Linked DNA regions of Rattus norvegicus: region 1 is linked to region 2. A link is a contact called in public Hi-C data. All regions are on one chromosome and are shown on one strand. The core of a region is the stretch at or near the end of the contact, and the rest is flanking DNA. Distances in the headings are between cores, read along the strand shown. Region 1 overlaps Adamts6 (ADAM metallopeptidase with thrombospondin type 1 motif, 6). Region 2 has its middle 7.1 kb from the start of Adamts6.

Region 1 (3,420 bases), core at 270-2,769, 200 kb after region 2:
ACTGCTTATAGTATATGGTTCTATGCAATCTTAGTTTTACTTTCCAATTATTAAATAAGCTTTTTAAACCTAAGAAAATTACAGCATATTGTAAGTAAATAATAGGTTATATAAATACTTGTCTCTTGTTGATGAAAGATGATAATGCCAAATTGATTAAGGAAGACACTGCCAAATTCTGAAGATTTTCTTAATTTTGTGATGCATTTATATAGGGAATAAAAAGTGGTTAGACTTGATAGTGAAATAAAGGGTGGAAATCCTTTGTCTTTCCCATCCCCACAAATGCTGGATATTGAATACATAGTTCAAAACTGTTTTTTTAATATAACTAATAAGTTCACTTTTTTGCTATACCATTTTCCTTTAAATTATAATACAAAAAAATCTGGTTTTATGAGGAATTCTTCAAAAATGTCTGGTTTTATCAACTTTAGATCAAAATTTTATGTAGTTCATCTCTTTTCCCATCCTCCATGTATTATTTTCTTAATTATAAGCATTATAATAGAATGAGATCTGATTATACAGGACACAAGTCACTCTGTTTTCAGATGTTCAAACATTAATCCTGTTGTAGTATATGCCTGTAGTCTCAATGCTTGGAAGGCTGAAGCAGGATTGTTGGCAGTTCAAGGCCACCATAGGATTCATAGTGAGTTCCAAATCAATCTGAGCTACAGAATGAGATCTTGTCTGACAAAAACAAATGAACCAACAAGAGTAAACAAACCTCCATACATGAATACTACTGATTTTAGCCCTAATGGATAGTAGACATTTTGATCACTAGATGTTGAGAAGAGGCCAGACATGGTAGCGCACACTTTAATTCCAACCCTTGAGAGGCAAAGGCGGGCAGATCTCACTAAGCTCAAGGCCAACCTGGTCTACATAGTTAGATCCTGTCTCAGAGCAAACAAACAAAAAATGACTAGACCTTGAAAAGAGCTCAGAAAGAGCCAACTCTAAGATGTCTCAGGGTAACGACCCAACAGCTGATATTCCCAGAATATTTTATTACAGAATCTAAAGGCGAGAATACAGAAAACAAAAGGAAGGCCATCAGTGCGTCAGACATGTAAGGAAGGAAAAGAAGGAAGCAGTAATTCTAAGTTAGACAGAGGACAGGGAGACTGAGACACACACAATATTGAGGTTGCAACATTTACTTCCATCACTAGGCCATGAATAAGCTTTCAGAGACATAGGTAGGGAGAATGTGATGCATGCTACGGCTAAAACAGGAGCTGTGAAATGTGAAGCTTGTGATTACAGTCAGGAAAGAAGTTGGCAGTGTGACTAGTTAATAATTTACTTCCATGTTTTCTAAGTTGATGAGTAGACTAAGTGCCTGAGGAAATACTTGACCATAAAAGAGTGACAGAGAATAATAAAAATAAATAAATACTAAAACTATAGGAGTGTCCCAGGCCTGTGCTCTAAAGAACAGCAGTGCTGCCCGAGTCATGCTGCCATGAGCACCGGGGTGTACGTTTGAAGGTCTCCATCCCTGTTACATTCTGAGGCCTGATGAGATCATGGCTGGGAGCAGTATGACTGAGCTTTCTGTGGCTGAGTCATTCACATTTCTGCTTTATTCCCTGATCTTGGTGACGAAATCACTGTTGCAGATTGAATGTGGCTGGCATGCAAGTGATTAATCAGTACACACTTTTCTCCTTACCAAATATGGCATTAACAAGTTGGGATCATGTTCATTTGTGGGAAAAAGAAAGAAAAGAACACAGGAAACACTTTAAATCTCCTTTGGAAAATGACTTATCAGAAAAATATGGCACTATCAATTTTTTAACTCAACATTAAATTATAATTTTAAAAATAAATTTTAAGAAAAAATTCTTCAAATTGGGAAATATATTTTAAGTTCAAAGTTGATTATGATATTTATAAATGCCATTTTCCTTATAAAATAGTAGTAAGACAAATAATCTTGAACAAAAGCCATTTTGACTTGGTGGGCTAAATATAGTCTTCCATTAGGATGCTGACACTCTGATGTCTCTGCATATTGCCTTTCCTGCATGGTGGACTTTTGATCAAAAAAATAGTGAGGATTGGTTCGTAAGCTTTTCCCACTCCTCTCTCTGGGTAGTTTCATACCCAAGAACATACGCATAACAACTGCATGGCTTGTAATCGTAGATGGAAGTCAGTATCCTGTGACATATACTCTGTTTTCTACCACGTTACAAATAAGATTCGGTAGAAGTACCAGTTGACAGGGATTCAAGTCTTTGTCCCTTTGTTGCTCCTTGTATGACTTCGGAGAACTATTTTTCTAACACACGATCTTAGTTTTTAGTCACCTTTTGTTTTTCTTTTGTTTTGTTTATTTGTTTGTTCTATAGAATAAAGCAATCTACCTTGAAATACTTATTGGGAATATAATAATATATATGTTGGTCAAGATTCTGGTGGTAATAAAGACTATACATGGACTGACCCTGGACTCTGACCTCATAGGTAGCAATGCATATCCTAGTAAGAGCACCAGTGGAAGGGGAAGCCCTGGGTCCTGCTAAGACTGAACCCCCAGTGAACTAGACTGTGGGGGGAGGGCGGCAATGGGGGGAGGGTTGGGAGGGGAACACCCATAAGGAACAGGAGGGGGGAGGGGGATGTTTGCCCGGAAACCGGGAAAGGGAATAACACTTGAAATGTATATAAGAAATACTCAAGTTAATAAGAAAAAAAAGATTCTGGTGGTAAATAATAAGCTTCAACTTGAGTTAACTTCGTTCAATGCATAAGGCTTATATCACAAAGCTCAGGAAAGAGTAAGGGTAGGTGTACTAGACTCATGGGCAAAGACATCAGCAGGCCTTCTCAGCTCCTCTGTTGGAGGGGTAACAGGGCCATAAGCAGCTCTAGATGTGTCCTCGTGCACCTCTGTGATAGGAAGGGAAAGAACTTTCACTTCAGCTGAGATGTAACAATTCCGAAGAAGTCTTATTGGCTAGAACTGGGTCATGGTTCTCAGCAGAGAGTGACAGTGCAGAAGCAATACCAAAACCCCTTGAAATTATGTGCATGCGAGGGTTCATTGATGACGTTAGGCAACAGAAAAGGAGTGGAGAAGTGTAGGACAAGCTTAAGACATTTGAGTTTCTTCCTACATTAATTATGGAAACCAGAAGCTCTTGGTTTTCTTTTCTGTTTTCATAGAACTGGCTTAGGGCTCCACTTTTGCAGAGGAATAATATGGACACAGATATCTGGCCTTCTTCTGTCCCTATAAGGACTATCAAGTCCTATTTCATGAGACTTTATTTCTAGAAATCGGAAAACAAATCCCCAGCTCCTTTAGAGTTTAGGACATGATCCCACTGTGAAAGAAGTCAGTACAATGTCATTATAATGAAAGTCTTTTCTGTTTCACGCTGTTACATTCCAGGC
Region 2 (3,734 bases), core at 174-2,673:
AACCCTTGAAAAATCATTGAAGTAAATGTATTCTTCTAGGTTCTCACCTATGCCTGCTTAAGCCATTCAAGGTTTTCCAGAACAATCACACCTACCACTTCTGGCATAGGAAGGAAAAAAAAATCAAAGAACAACAACGTTAACAGAAGCTAGAAATTTAAGAACTGGTATTTAGAACGTGCCTTTCTCCTTATTTACATCCCTCAGGTCCAATTTCATTTTCTGGTTCTGACCATAGGAAATTGGCTGGGTGTTAATTAAAGACTGGAATTTCAAGGCTCAATTTTCCCCTCCCCCAACCTTGGCAACCCTTAACCAACTCCCAACCCTACACTCCACGGTACAGACGGATAAATGATGCAGCAGATTACACAGCTGAAAGGCAATATTTGTCCTGAGCTATTTTCGATTTTCTTCCTGTTTCCGATCCTTGCGCCAGACATTGTTTGCTTGCTTAGGACTTGGAAAGCGGTGGGAATATTTTTTTTTCTACAGTTAAATGCCAGGGGATTTCTCCTGGTAAATGAAAGTGAAAGTGCCCGGTCGTGGTCGTATTTTATCTTTAAGGGTTGAACTGGCAGCTGATGTGGAGGGGGAGGTGGGATTGGAAAGCTAGAAGAACCGGTTCTGACATTTTGTTTGTTTATCTTGAGATCTCAGCAGGACTCCCGTGTCGTCGCGGTCCCCCCACCCCAACCTTTTTTGGGGGCTGATTTAGGCTTTATTTTCTTTTGAGCACTCATTGAAGTTTCTCATTCAGTGTACTACAAACAAACAAGCAAGGAAAAAAAAAAAGCCCTCACTTTGTGGCTTTCCCTGTTGCAGTTTAAAACACCATCTAGCTCTCATCTGGAAATAATGCACCACTCCCCACCCCCTTTTCCTTTTATAGTTTCACATAACCTGAAGTCGATAATCACATGGAAAATGTGCAGGTCTCAGTTTCGTTTAGTTTTTACTCTTGTGGTGGTATTTTCACTTGTTGAAGTATGCATTCAACACACAGTCGTTTTGTACACGTTTTAAGTCTTGAAATTTCGCTCTACTGATCTGACTCCTTACATGACAAATTTTATGAATAACTTTTAAATATTTATTGTAGAGATTAAAATAAAACAAACAAAAGTCAGAGAATGATACCAAAAATTCTAACAGTGACATTAGTCTATCCCCGTCTGCACCCCCCCCCCCAACACCCGCCGTGCCTTTCCTTTTTCCAAGAAACTGTAATAACAAACCAGACAAGACTCCGCAAGAGGTTAGAGGAGGAGGAAATAGGCGGGGTGGGTTAGGGGAGAGAGGTTAGAGGGCCAGAGTTTCTCTCATTCACAGGGTGGAAAAGTTGACATTGTCTAAGCCCTTCTGAATGGCTGGTAGTTGGATACCCCGATTGTACCTCTACCTCCCCTCCCCCTCCACGTGACGACCCAGGACACATGCGCACCCGACGCAGCCCAGGCACATCTGCAGACTGACGTCAGTTTGTTCTGCCTCTGAGGAAAGCTGCCAAAATTTTCTTCTGCTGCAATTGAAGTTGGCTTGGGGCCGGCAGTGAGCTCGAGGGCTACTTCAACAAAACTTTTCCTGCCCTTCCTGCTCCTCTTGTCTTCTCTCTCCTGATACCTTTTGATGCTCTGCACATGTTATTTGCATAGCAAAGGCACTAAGCTGTCCAGGAAGAGAGGGCACCACTTCCACCCCCAATAAGCCTTTCCCCTCTTTTTTCTTTTTTTTCCTTTCCTTTTTTTGGGGGGGTGGGTGGGCGGGGGAGGGAGGGAGTTGGGGGTTGCAAAGCACGTCTCAGGTTGATAGCCTTGGATGAATTGAAAGGATTTTTTTCTTTTCTTTTTCCTTCTTTCTTTTTTTCTTTCTTTCTTTTTTTTTTTTTTTAACTGCCAAATCAGAAAGTCCTTTCTCTAAAGCTCCAGTTAGCGAGACTATAGGGTTTTATTCTGGCTGCAGAATAACTGGCTGGTGTGGCTTTGCAAGGGGGCGGGGGGCAAAAAGAAAAGAGAAAAGGGAGTACGTGAGCCGTCCAGTGAAATCTCTATTGTTTGAAACTTACTTTTTATCAGAATTTGAAGATGAAAACGGTAAGGAAGACTTCACAATATTCAATGAAACCTTAAAAAAAAACCCCAACAACTTGTGCTTTGCTTATCTTCTGAATAACGCTTAGATCTCTCTCCCTTCCCTCTCTCTTCCCCTCCCTCCCCCTCTGTGTGTGTGTGTGTGTGTGTGTGTGTGTGTGTGTCTGTGGCTGTGCGCGCGCGCGCACGCGCGCGTGCGTGCTTTATGGCAAGAAGTGAGTTTGACTAAACTCACATTACAGATAGAAATCTTTTAAACTCTAGACTACTCGTGGACGTAGAATTCCGGGGCTTACAGGTATTTTATAATGTGAAAATACGCGCTTATTGTATGAATTTACATGTTGTGTGAAGTGGACTTGATTATGATCATCGTGGACTTTTAACTAGTCACCAGATAGTGGTGGAGAAGGTAATGATGATGTGTGTTTTTTAATCGATTTCCAGATTTATGCAATTGCCTTCTGAAAATCCGTTTCATGTCAGCGTCTTTAGTATTCAGACAAGTGCATATTTCATGCCTGTGCTCTCAGGGTAGCAGTATTGTGCTGGCTGTAGCACCGATGCTCTAGGATATGTTAAGCTCTTAATAGGCTAATCAAAGAGATGAAAGCGTGTGGTTTTGATTTACTTTTGCCCACTTGGGCCATGCTAGACTCATAACCCTCTGGAGCCTTGTTTATCAGAGTATGTCTGTATATATAGTATATAAGACTGAAATTCAGTGATTTGGGAGAGAGAACAAGAGTGAAGAAGTATTGGAAAATCTTTCTTAAAATATGTGCTATAATTTCTGTTTTTGATAAGTTGTCCACTTGTATTAGGGGCAAAGAGAGCAAGCCAGAGTAAGAAAGCACACTGAGAGGGAACAAGAGAGTAAGTTTCTTACTCTTGTTTTTATTTGAGCTGCTGGTGCAACGCGTTTGGGCCAAATGCCAACTGTCTGGGTCACACGCGTTTTATCCAAATAGATTTAGCGCTGCTGTCTGGAAATGGGCTGCTGAATGTTAACTTTAGGATCAACTCAACCAGGGCAGCTCAGACTGTTACCCTCTGTCTGGATGAAGTGGAATGGGAAGGGGGGTGGTGTGAGGGTGTGCAGAGAAGGGGGGAGAAAGGGAAACCAAACCATTGCTTGGAACTTTAAAAACTACACCGAATATAATTTTCAATTTACTCTCATGTTCAGAGTTTTTGAACTATATTTTCTCTTTTTTTCATTTCTTTTCTTAAGTTTATATTGATTAGACTGAAATGTTTAGTGGTGAATTTACAGTCTTAAAATTCATGATAGGAAAAGAAAAGCAATGTAAAACTGGTGCACTTGAAGGCAACTTAGAAAATTAATTTTGAAGATAATTATTTTCACCAAAGTGGTAGTTCAGTCTTGTTTATATTAATTTGGTGCTTAGTTGTGAGTATTAGTGATTGTTTTTTGAAGTGTGCTACATTAAAACAAATCATTCATTTATCATAAATGGCACCAGATTATTCTGTATAGATGTATTAATCTGTTTTGTGATTCCTCAGAGGAAATCTTCCAATCATTAAGACTGAAATATAGTAAATTATTTTTATGTTTGGTCTAAAAACCTGCAAAATTCATGCCTATTCTTGTCTGTCCTTACTACTTCCTTTTCACTT

What was found. A called contact is a pair of places that touch in the nucleus more often than the background predicts.
Region 1: a Hi-C map of frontal cortex shows a contact between it and region 2, with 1.6 times the contacts expected there. The contact joins two enhancer-like sites. A contact is called at or near these places in 2 of 12 Hi-C or Micro-C datasets (the Rat2 cell line and frontal cortex).

Annotation. Positions count from the first base shown.
Region 1 is chr2:37,341,507-37,344,926 of GRCr8, forward strand. The region is part of intron 20 of Adamts6 (ADAM metallopeptidase with thrombospondin type 1 motif, 6); the gene reads left to right. Among named protein-coding and RNA genes, the nearest start is that of Adamts6, 190 kb to the left of the region's middle. Within about 2 kb of position 1,520, at least 15 of the 93 cell types and tissues checked have an H3K27ac peak or open chromatin away from gene starts, as enhancers often do.
Region 2 is chr2:37,146,313-37,150,046 of GRCr8, forward strand. It overlaps a transcript of Cenpk not described here. Among named protein-coding and RNA genes, the nearest start is that of Adamts6, 7.1 kb to the right of the region's middle. Within about 2 kb of position 1,424, at least 84 of the 93 cell types and tissues checked have an H3K27ac peak or open chromatin away from gene starts, as enhancers often do.